2 separate regions of the Sus scrofa genome follow, and region 1 is linked to region 2. A link is a contact called in public HiChIP or PLAC-seq data. All regions are on one chromosome and are shown on one strand. The core of a region is the stretch at or near the end of the contact, and the rest is flanking DNA. Distances in the headings are between cores, read along the strand shown.

Region 1 (5,719 bases), core at 1,014-3,513, 71 kb after region 2:
CTGAATTTAGGCTGTAAAAACAGAACCTGAAAAGAAGTCACAATCAACTAAGGTAAATGATTTAAGTCAACTCATGAGTTATTTGGATTCTTTGCAATAGTAATGAATAACCAGTTTCTCCCACTGGTGCAACTGAATGGTTAAAACATTTTTTTGTTGGCTAATTAAATTAATTTTGGATTACCCTTTTGAACATGTTTATATAGAGTGTATATAAAATAATTAAAACATTAAATCCATAATGTTAAAATGAATGTATAATATTTTATAAATGGAAACAGTATAATTCAGAAGGCATTTTGTTCAAATCTAGGTTTTTGTTATAGCCAAAGTAATTAAAAATAAGCCACAGGAGCAAAGGACGAGGGATAAAGGATAATGAGTATCCAAGTTAATGATGAGACATCAAAAATAAAGGTGTCTATTGAACCCAGCGCCTAAATAACTTCAAGATGAGAGTTTCTCCTAAGAGGCCCTGGGTTTATCTTGGTATTCTTGTTTCCATGGGTGGAACTAGTTATCTATTAATCAGGAGACAGCTCTAACTTTCCCTGGGAATGGCTTTCTTTGCTTTCCTGACACATGGCTGTCTAGACTCGAAGCCAGTCGCAGTCCATGTGGAGATGGGTCCCAGGTTGTCTGCAGGCAGGGCAAATGTTTCTCTTCAGTAAGGTGCCAACATTATTTCTTCAAAGACATTTGAACCATTACTCAGATAAGACCACACGGTTTCCTGTAAGAAAGCCCAAAAGATGATTTGGGCTGAAGTACTGTAAGTGCATGTAACAGTGGTGGTGGGAGGGCAGTGAAGGTGGAAGATGAGGCTTATATAATTGTGTGTAAGGCCTCTTGGTGGCCCCTGAGGATGGTAATTTACATAACCCCCTATAACAGAAGAATTCAGCAGCCAGGTGCAAGGTGTCTTTTTATTCAGTATTTAAATGTTCTTGGTTGCTCAGTCTCAAGAGAATGGGTTTCTGGTGATATGTGTGGTCTCTATTTACAATTCAGAAAAGACTGTATACATTATTTAATTGAGAAAATATGGTGTTCTTCATCTCCTATGAAAAGGGATTTTTTTGAAAATTAATTTTAATTTCTAAAGTAGGATCCACCGTCAACAAACTCACTGGTCAGAGTGATCATTTTACATCTCTGTAAAATTGCAAGGAGGGACTTGCAGTTAGCAAATGACCTGCTTGAATTGTCAAAAACAGCCAATAACTTAGAGATATATACCTATTTGAAAAATTATGCTAGATTAAATACTACGTTTTTTATTATTTTTTCAATAATCATCATTATCAGAGTATTGGTAGGATTGCTCTTGACCAGACAGCATCTGCTTCTCTACTGGACCTTTCCTGAGAGAGGCAGGATGATCTAATGGGGCTTTTGTTTTTGCGTCTGTTTGGAAATGTGAGAACTGTGGACTTCAATGTAATTAAGATTTTATCTTTTGAAATTGACAGCCATCTGTGGTTCATGAGAAAAAAACCCAAGAAGTAAAGCCAAAGGAACACCCAGAGGTAAATGATCACCATTGGGTCTTGATAACATAAGGTGAAGCCTTTTTTTTTTTCCTCCTGTGAAGGATAACATGCTGAACTCTAATCATTTAAGTCCTATGAAGGATGGCGGGCTTTATTTTCCCACTAAAATAGCACCACCCTGTGGCATCATCAGGATTTGCAACGTGCTCATGTGATTTTGTTGAATTTGGAAGGATTTGCATGGTTTCAAATTTTGCACTCAAAGTGAAATTTTGTCACATACATATCTTACTCATTTAAATTTACACAATTCAAAGCTACATAAAACACAATTTTGTGAATACTTTCTACTCCATAGATAAAAGTAGCAGTATTTGCCATGCTGTTAACATGTGGTGTTTGTGTGTGTGTTTTCAGCCAAAAAGCCTACCCACGCACTCAGCAGATGCAGGGAGCAAGCGTGCTCATAAAGAAAAAGCAGTTTCCAGATCTAATGAGCAGCCAACATCAGAGAAATCAACAAAACCAAAGGTAACTAAAGCAGATTGATAGAGAAAAAAACCCTAACATCACCTAGGGAAAAAGATAGAAGTCCTTGCTCTACACTGATATGTGTGGATGAATCCGCAGAGCTTGTGGAGTAATGATTTGGTGCTCTCATTTTGCTGGTGTCGCAGATAGCCTTGTGGAAACTTAGGGCTGAGAAAGGCCCGAGAAAGTCATCGGACGGGTCCGGGGATGTTCCATTGCACAATCCCCATTGCCGAGCAGCACCCAGTTGTGACATGAGGCAGTTGGCCCTGGTGTCACACATCCTGGCAGCTTGGGATTGAGGCTGCCTCCTGGACCTTCTTGTGGGCTATGGGAACTCAGATGCCTTGAATGATCTCTTTACCTGGAAGTCTTTGTGCTTTTAGAGTGTTACAGTAGGAGAGCTCAACTAACATGCCCAAAATCAGAAATAATTCTGTATTTTCAGAGCTAAAGGGCATCAACTATTAGAAGAATAAACAACTATGAGAACTTTTTCTTTTTTTTTTTCTTTGTTTCTTTCTTTTTTTTTTTTTTTTTTTTTTTTTTTTTTTTTTTTGTCTTTTGTCTTTTTAGGGCCGTACCCAAGGCATATGGAGATTCCCAGGCTAGGGGTCAAATCAGAGCTGTAGCTGCTGGCCTGCACCACAGCCACGGCAACATGGGATCCAAGCAGTGTCTGTGACTACACCACAGATCACGGCAACACCGGATCCTTAACCCACTGAGCAAGGCCAGGAATGGAACCTGCATCCTCATGGATGCCAGTCTGATTCGTTTGCGCTGAGCCACAAAGAGAACTCTGAGAAGAACTTTTTCATTGAGAGTTCTTAGAAGACAAGAACTAGACCTGCTTAGCAATCAATATACCTTGTATCAAAGATGGCACATTTGTGGTCCACCAGTTGTAGCTACATGTGTACTTTGAATTACAGCAGTGAAAATGATTTTTAATTAGCCGTCAACAATGAAGGTCAAAATATATCACAGAAAATTAAGTTTGTAGCTTCTCTTGAAAAATGAGAACATCTGACAACAGTGGGTTCCTGTGGCAACAAATGACTAGAGCCTTTACAATCCGGTACGTGCCTACGTGGCCCACCTCCCCTGTGTGTGTTCCCTGCATGGGCTCTGTAAGCTCTTGAGTCCAGCTTGATGGACCAGCCCTGCATCATGTTCAGGAGAAGCTATGACCCTTCTCTGGGAGAGACTGGCTCAGTAGTGACATTTGAAATGTATGATCTTGAAAACAGTCACTCAGAGGTACTTAGTTCTGTCAATCTTTTATCCTTAGGCTAAACCACAGGACCCGACCCCCAGTGATGGAAAGCTTTCTGTTACTGGTGTATCTGCAGCATCTGGCAAACCAGCTGAGACGGTAAGCACCCAGAAAAGATGGAACGTGTACATGGGCCATAATGCTCGTCAGGTCTCTTTTATGAGAAACACGCTCAGTGAAGCCTCATTGTACCTGAGTCTGGCTCTGTCTAACCATTCAGTGCTCTGGTGCTGCCACACCCAAACAGCCCATCATTTGCTAAAACTGAATGCTTCATATGTGAAACTTTATGAAGAGGAGCATGCATCTAAAGGTATAGAGGGAACAAGACACCAAACATTATTTTAAGATTCGTATATTCAGTAGTTACTGAGCACTGCATCGTATAAGGCCTGGTATCAGTACCAACGAAGTTAAAGTGTTAGTTGACGCAGATCCTGCCTTCAAGATTTATGGGTTTGAAATGAAGCACATAAAACCGCCATGAGCATCTGAATAAGCACTACCTTCAGCCTTCAACTTGGGACACTGCTATCTTGAAACTAGTAAGTCAGGTACTGCCATGACACCCACATAAATTGATACAGGAGGTTTTCAGAGGAGCATCTACAAGCCCTCTCAGGACGGAGTATATGTGCCCTGCTGGCCAGTGAGGGGCACCTTTCTGAGATCTTCTGAAGAGCTACTTCAGATTCCAGCCTGAAAAGGGAACACAAGAAATAGTCTATCATTTCTACCCATAGCAACACAGAGTTAGCGGTCAAAGTTAGTAATCAGTTTGGAAGCCATATCACCCTAGAAATGCTAGTACTTATTTCTCTTGAAGCTACAAGTAACTCACTGAAGAACCTTCAGAAGCTGGGAATGAAAACAGGAAAAAAAAAAAAAAAAAAAAAGTAGTGTCTATTTTCCTGCTTCTCAAAATGGAAGCAGTATCTCCTTGCAGACCAGATGCTAAGGAAAGCCACAGGATAAAAGTCTGACCTGACTCCCCGAAACATCAGTTTTTCTCAGATTTTGAAAAAGAAAAGTCACATTATTTTTTACAAAAACGAATGCGGATATCCCATGGCCATGATGGCAAAATTCACATAAACTTTTAAATGGAAATACTCAAATTAAAAAACTTATTTTTGTGCTGTATATTAGATTCCAGATATAGGTGATATCATATGGTATTTGCCTTTCTCATTCTGACTTACTTCACTCAGCATGAGAGTCTCTGGTTCCATCCGTGTTGCTGCAAATGGCACTCTTTTGTTCTTTTTATGGCTGGGTAGTTTTCCATCATGTATATACATACCACATCTTCCTAATTGAATCATCTATCAGTGGACATTTGTGCTGTTTCCATGCCTTGGCTCTTGTGAATAGTGCTGCAATGAAAATGCGGGTGCATGTGTCTTTTTTAAGGAAACTTTTGTCTAGATATATGCCCAAGAGTGGGATTGCTGGGTCATATGGTAGGAGCTTGGGGTTAATAGATGCAGACTATTGCCTTTGGAATGGATAGACAATGAGATTCTGCTGTGTGGTCCTGGGACCTATGTTTAGTCACTTACGAGGGAGCATGATAATGTAAGGAAAAAAATGTATATATTTATGTGTAACTGGGTCACCATGCTGTACAGTAGAAAAAAAAATGTATTGGGGAAATAAAAAAATTTTTAAAAAATGAAATTTTTTTAATTTTTAAAAAATTTAAAAAATTTTAAACTAAAAAATAAAATTTTAATTTAATTTTTTAAATTTAATTTAATTTTGTGCATGCCTCGAGATCCCTGCCCCCACCCCAGGGACTAAGACCAGAAAGACAGTTGAGGCACTGCTCTAGTGTTGATGAGGGATACGTGATGCCGTGGTTTGGAAAATAGATTTAAGTCAGAGGATTAGATCTCTTAGAATATATTTTAAGTTTAATCAAGATTTGAAAATGTATGCCACGTATTATTTAGGCAGGGTTATCAGTGAAATCTCAAGAATAAAATTAGGCGAGATTTATATGGAATTATGCAATGTGTTGACTTATGCTGCGATTTGTGGAAATTCAGTTCACTTTTCTTAGCCTTGGATTTGTCTCTCAGAGAAAAGGACTGATCAGATATGCTTTTTCATTTTAAGTCCCTTGCATGTTTAAGCCCTGTAATCTGTAGTCTGATTCTGCAGGACACTGAGCTTCACACTGGCCCCTCTAGGGATAGGAGAAGCCTGTGTACCTGGGGCTGCATTCAAGGCAGATTAATGCATTCAAGGCAGATGAAAACCCCCGGAGCTTGTGGTTTCAGGAACAGAGGGATTGTGTCTGGTTTAGGGAACCCGAGAGGACCAGCATGGAAGGATAGCTAGGATCAAGGGCTTGCAAACATAACAAGGCAGAAAAAAATATAAAATGTGATCTGGGCATAGAGTGCATTCC
Region 2 (5,754 bases), core at 1,902-4,401:
TCTTCTTCAACTTCTTTGAAATTCTTCTTTACCCACAGTCATCAGTGTGCTGTTTAGTCTGCAGTTGTTCTGCGTATATGAGTTCTGACTCTTGAGCAAAGGCTGAAGGCTAAGGCCATTCTAATACAGATTTTGGTATCAACTATATCACGAGCATAGTCTCACTACTTAATAAATAAGTTGAAATGTGGGTTAATTACTCCTGAACTTGGACTAGCCAGGTGGGTGGGCTCCTTTTTATTTCCTGAAGTGCCTCCACCCTTTCTTCTTCTGTCCACATCTCATTAGCCAACCAGCTCGCTCAAGCCTTCTTTCCTTTCCTTTAATCTCCCAAACCCACAGAACCCCAAATTCCCGAAGCACATTTGTACTTATTCACACAGTATGTCTTTCAGTGCCACCCAAGTGAGGATGTGTTAAAAAAAACCACATAACTTCAGCTAAACTCTAAGTTCCTAGAGGGCAGGGAATGTGTATTTTAACCTTTATATCACTCCCTCTACAGTTTCTTTCACTGTGCTTTACATGGAAGCCTTTCAAAATATAAAACTAATTGGTTTAAGTACAACTTAAAATACCTCATTAGAAAATACCTCAAACTTTAACTTCCAGAATTAGAGTAATGTACTCAGGGACCCTGAATCTAGGCCCTCTAGGATCCTGAGAATAATGGTTTCAGTTCACAGGCCTGGAGGTGGGCTATTACCTCCCCCCTTTAGTTTTGTGTTTGCTTAAATGACAGTAGGTGTTTGGTCACTATCACAAAAGCATTTTTCAGGCTTATGACACACTTTTTCTGATTATGAATGTAATTGATGCCACCAATCAATTTTTATTGCATGGACCATCATAGGCCCCACATCCAAGCTGATTCATTTTTAGGTATAAATTCCTGCCTTACCACCTTTTTTGGGGAAATACCAGATACATAGATAGTAAGTGGGGAACCCTTTTAAAGGAACTGTATATTAAATCACTCCTCCATGTACTCCCCATTAAGAATGAGCCTAGGAGTTCAGTCTTGGCTCAGCGGTAACTAAACTGGCTAGTATTCCTGAGGACTCGGGTTCAATCCCTGGCCTTGATCAGTGGGTGAAGGATCTGGCATTGCTGTGAGCTGTGGTGTAGGTTGCAGATGTGGCCTGGATGCGCTCTTGCTGTGGCTGTGGCAGTGGCTATCAACTGTAGCTCCAATTCTGCCCCTAGTCTGGGAACTTCCATATGCTGCAGGTGTGGCCCTAAAGAAATAAAAGACAAAGAAGAAAAAAAAAAAAAAAGAGAGAGAGAGAGAATGAGCCTAGCCTGTCCTTTGAATAAAAGGAAGTCAAAATCCCTAAAAATGAGAAAGAAGAAGGAAACAAGAATTCCCTTCTGCCAAGTTCCACATAGCATGACAAACCTTTCCTTAAAATCTGCCCACTCTCTATCCAACTGTCTAAAACAACTAGGCAGAAAGCTGTGACCCTGAGGCCCAAACTGGCAATGCCATTAGAGGTTTTCTTCTGTCACATCTGGTCACAAACCAGCAGCAACCTCAGGCAGAAAGTCTCAGCAGATGAGCGTTTTTTTGGTCAGGCTTACTGCATTTCACTTCAGGCTTCTTGCATTTCACCGCCCCAAACCAGGAAGTGCTGTTTAAGATGAGCCTAAGACAAAAGTAACCTAGCATCAGAAACAAAATTTGCCAGCCTCCAGAAAAAGGCAGTATAGGGGGTTAAGTTTGGGAATGTTCTTTATTTTGGTTTAGAACCTACAGCTTCCTCCCTGTAAAACATCATTAAACTTTCAAAACTGCACACACACACACACACACACACACACACACACACACCCCTGCCAAGTTAAATCACACACACACGCACCAGTTTGTTTTTGTAATATGCTTTTTGATCCAGAAGGTCCAGGCTTGGGCCATACTTCAGTTGGTAAATTCTTCTCCTATAGCAGAAAAGGTGTCTAATTCTTGAGATTCTTAGGCAGGAGGTTGGAGGCATAGACAGGCCACGCCCGGTCCCGCTCTCACATTGCACAATCTTAAGCCAAGTCTGGGCAAGTCGAAGGAGGAACCCCGAGACCTCCAGCTCCTCCTTTCTTGGGGATCTCAGCCGACCTGGGGTGTTGGGGAGAGGGGGCAACACTGGGTAGAGGTACAGGCTGAGAGTGTTAAGCTGCGGGCGGGAGCCCTGGGCCGCTGCAGCCCAGGCTCAGCCAGTGGCTGGCAGGAAGGGGAGGGCCCAGCCAGGAGAGGGGGAGCCCCCACGCAGGGTTCGGGGCTGGGTCGGAAAAGCTGCCTCACGGGCGCGCCCGCTGGGCCCTCCGCTCCCTCCCTCCCTCCTAGCGTTCCCGCCCCGGGCCTCCCTCTCCCTTCCAGTCTCCGCTGTGCCCTCCCGGAGGCAGCGCTCTCCAAGGCCTTACCATGTCCCAGCCGGGCCAGAAGCCCGCAGCCTCCCCACGTCCCCGGCGAGCTGCTGCGGCCCGCCACACCCAGGAGGTGAGTGGCACTCCTGCCAGAGCCACAGGGCTGGGCGCTGGGAGGACCTCGGCCCCAGGCCCCCGGAGCCATGCGCTACTTCCTTTGGGGTAGCCTGCCAGGGCCAGATGCCCCATGGGCCCCCTCCTGGGCCGGAGAAGGATGCGAGACTCTGTACCAGCCTCTGGGCAGGTGGTTGGAGGTGGCCAGGGGTTGCCGGGCCTCGGCCAAGCGCATAGGGCGTGGCATAAACCAGATTGAAGGTGGCCCACTTGGGGAAAAGTTGGTTGCTGAGACTGGGGTAAAAAGCAGATGAGGATAAAAGGGGAATAAAGTTCATCTGGACCCCCAGAGAGTGGGGGTCTTTTTCGTAAAGTGATAAAAGTCAGGACTGCAGGGCGTGGCTGCCTGGAGAAATAACACTTCTTCCCTAACCGGCCTAGAGCCAAATCGGGGTGGGGCGGGGCGGGGCGGGGCCGGCTCAACCCAGTGGGGGTGGGGCCCTACCTCGGCCCCGCCCAGATGCCTTCCTCCCTGGCAGCAGTGGGGCTTACAGAACTCAGGACCAACCAGGTCCAGGGCTGGAGGAGTGTGAGCCAAACCCCTTCTGCGCTGCATCCCGTGTTCTCGCGTCCTCTCCGGGTTCTACTCTGCGCGACTCAGAGCAAATTGGTTGTCGCCATGGCATTCGCAAGCTGGTGGTACAAGACGGTAAATAGGAGTGATCGTGCCTGGGCAGGACCGGGAAGGGAATGTGCTTTCTGGGCGTGCAGGCCAGTTTATTGTCCAGGGTTTGGTGAGGAAGGGGTGGGGACCAGTTGTGACCTCCTCTCAGACCTTCAGGTTAGGCTCCTGGAGAGGGTGAGACGCACCCTGCTGTGGTATGTGCAAGCTAGCTCAGACGTGCAAGTCGTTGGTGTGAGCAAAAGCACCAGGCTGTGCTCACGCTCCCAAGTTGAATGGAACAGGAATTGTTGCTGGAGGAATTCAGCCCTTGGACACGGATTCCTGAATGAACTCCTACTGGACTCAAGAGAGCTCAGATTTAGTGTTTGTTTTTAAGGCATAAGTAAAGCTCAAAACTTTTAGAGGCTTGTTGGACGTACATTCTCCACTGCAAAGGAGGAGAGGCAGCTGGAATGAGGGCAAGTAGAAAATCCAAAACTCCAAGGAGCAGAAGAAACTGACATCAAGACCGATGTTTAGAATGAGAGAGCAGCCTCTGCTCTGTGTTTTATTACTTTGGATGAGGGACCTAGATGTTTCATTTGTTTAATGCATTGAATGCCTTTCCAGACAATTAGGTGTGATAGCCAGTCAAGCTGGTGCTTGTAAGGCTTTGAATCAGGAAGTGTGACTTAATGTTACAATGCCCCCCCCCCAAAAAATACACAAAAGTTTTGTAAACAGAATAAAAATAGTTATATCCCATTGATATATGGTGAAAAATTTAAAATGAGTCCTCTCAGCATGTGCTAGGATGTTGTTATCAGATACTCTTTAGAGAGAAATCTTGTGTTGGAATCTGTAAACTGTCCCTTTTCAGCCAATGGGTGTTCACTGAGTATCTAATGTATGCCAGACCCAGTACTAGTCTTGAAGTACACAGTGGAAAACCAGACAGAATTCTTGTTCTCACAGGGCAATGGGTCAACCTTTTTGAAACTGTTTCCACATCTATAAAATTGGGGTGGTAATAAGTACCACATAAGAGTTGGTGAAGAGTAGATTCATGAATCAAATTACCATGCTTATATGCCTTTAATGATTGGGAATTCCTGTTTCCCCTAAGATGTTTCTTCATGAATGCTTCCCATTACACTTTCTGGGTTTTTAAAATGTTTCATCTTATTGATGTTCTAAAAGCAAATGTTTGCTTTGCGTCATTATTGTCCTAAGGTTCTTATCAAAAATGCCCAACTTGAATTACCTGCAAATATGGATGGCAGTGGTTCAGGGCTGACATCAGTCTTCTTTCAAATTCATGATTCTTTAAAGGAAATTATGCTGGAATATCTGGATGAAGATTGTTTAAATCTATGCTTTTAACCTTGTTATGTTTAGGCATAGTTTGACATTTTAGCTAAAAACTTCTCTTGTAATATAATTCTGGAACTATTAGAATTTTTTTTTTTTTTTTTTTTTTTTTTTGCTAGTAGGAACCTCCTGAATCAGCAAACTGCCTATGATCAAGCTTTGACTTTGCCCAAACTAGTGCTGTCCAGTAGAAATATAGTGTGAGCCATATATGTAATTTTAAATTTTCTAGTAGTCACATAAACAAAAGCAAAAAGAAACAGGTGAAGTAAATGCTAATAACATTTTATTTAACCCTCTATTTCCCAACCATTGTTATTTCAACAATCAATGTGCAAATCATTGAGATATTATACATCTTCTTTGTCATATTAATTCTTAAAAATCCAGCATGTATTTTATACTTAGAGCTCATCTCAATTCATACTTGATGTATTTCAAGTGAGCAATAGGCATGAGTGGCTAATAGATCGGGTATTGACCAGTATAGTTTTAGACGTGGGTTTCTAACTGGTTTTGCTAGGTGGCTATGAAGGCATGATCAGAGAACATTTTTAGAATTAAATGAAATTTGTGAACCATTTTTCCACAACAAAGTACACACATACACACATAAAAGCCCATCCATAAATCCGCTGAAGATCTATGGAGACAATTTATAACACACACACATACATGATATTTATGTTTTTATATACTATTATATATAAGATTTATGCAATTTATTTACACAAAAATTTTATACAAAAATACAATATATAAAAGATGTATGTATTTATATATATATGTATAATATATATAATAGTTTTGGTAAATCCTATAATTAAAATATCTTTACTGGAACCCTTTAAATACTGACAAAGATTGTGATTGACATAGCTTTCAAAATTTAGGTAGAATAAGGAGTTCCCATTGTGGCTGAGTGGTACCGAATCTGACTAGTATCCATGAGAACACAGGTTCGATCCCTGGCCCCGCTGAGTGGGTTAAGGATCTGGCATTGCTGTGAGCTGCAGTGTAGGTTGCAAACGTGGCTCAGATCCACATTGCTGTGACTGTGGCTACAGCTTTGATTTGACCCTTAGTCTGGGAACTTCCATGTGCTATGGGCGTGTGGCCCTGAAAATTAAAAAAAAAAAAATTAGGCAGAATATGATAAAATAATTAAAAGATGTATCTATGATGTGTTTTGTTTAAGGGACTGCCACCTGTAAAGCCAGTCAGTAAAACATTACAATGTCTATTTC

Evidence for each region. HiChIP or PLAC-seq counts read pairs in DNA pulled down with a chosen protein or histone mark.
Region 1: an H3K27ac HiChIP or PLAC-seq map of alveolar macrophages shows a contact between it and region 2. The contact joins the enhancer-like site here to the promoter of CAST in region 2. A contact is called at or near these places in 7 of 47 Hi-C or Micro-C datasets (alveolar macrophages, embryonic fibroblasts, liver and 4 more) and 2 of 2 datasets of contacts at active chromatin or transcription factors (alveolar macrophages and skeletal muscle).

The regions. Positions count from the first base shown.
Region 1 is chr2:103,325,343-103,331,061 of Sscrofa11.1, forward strand. It overlaps CAST (calpastatin), which reads left to right. Exons shown (of 31, transcript NM_214067.1): 6 at 11-52; 7 at 1,473-1,529; 8 at 1,911-2,024; 9 at 3,319-3,402. Among named protein-coding and RNA genes, the nearest start is that of CAST, 72 kb to the left of the region's middle. Within about 2 kb of position 2,264, at least 1 of the 83 cell types and tissues checked has an H3K27ac peak or open chromatin away from gene starts, as enhancers often do. A contact at or near this core is called in alveolar macrophages, where this site is marked.
Region 2 is chr2:103,253,502-103,259,255 of Sscrofa11.1, forward strand. It overlaps CAST (calpastatin), which reads left to right and starts at 3,152. Exons shown (of 31, transcript NM_214067.1): 1 at 3,152-3,181. The coding sequence starts at 3,152.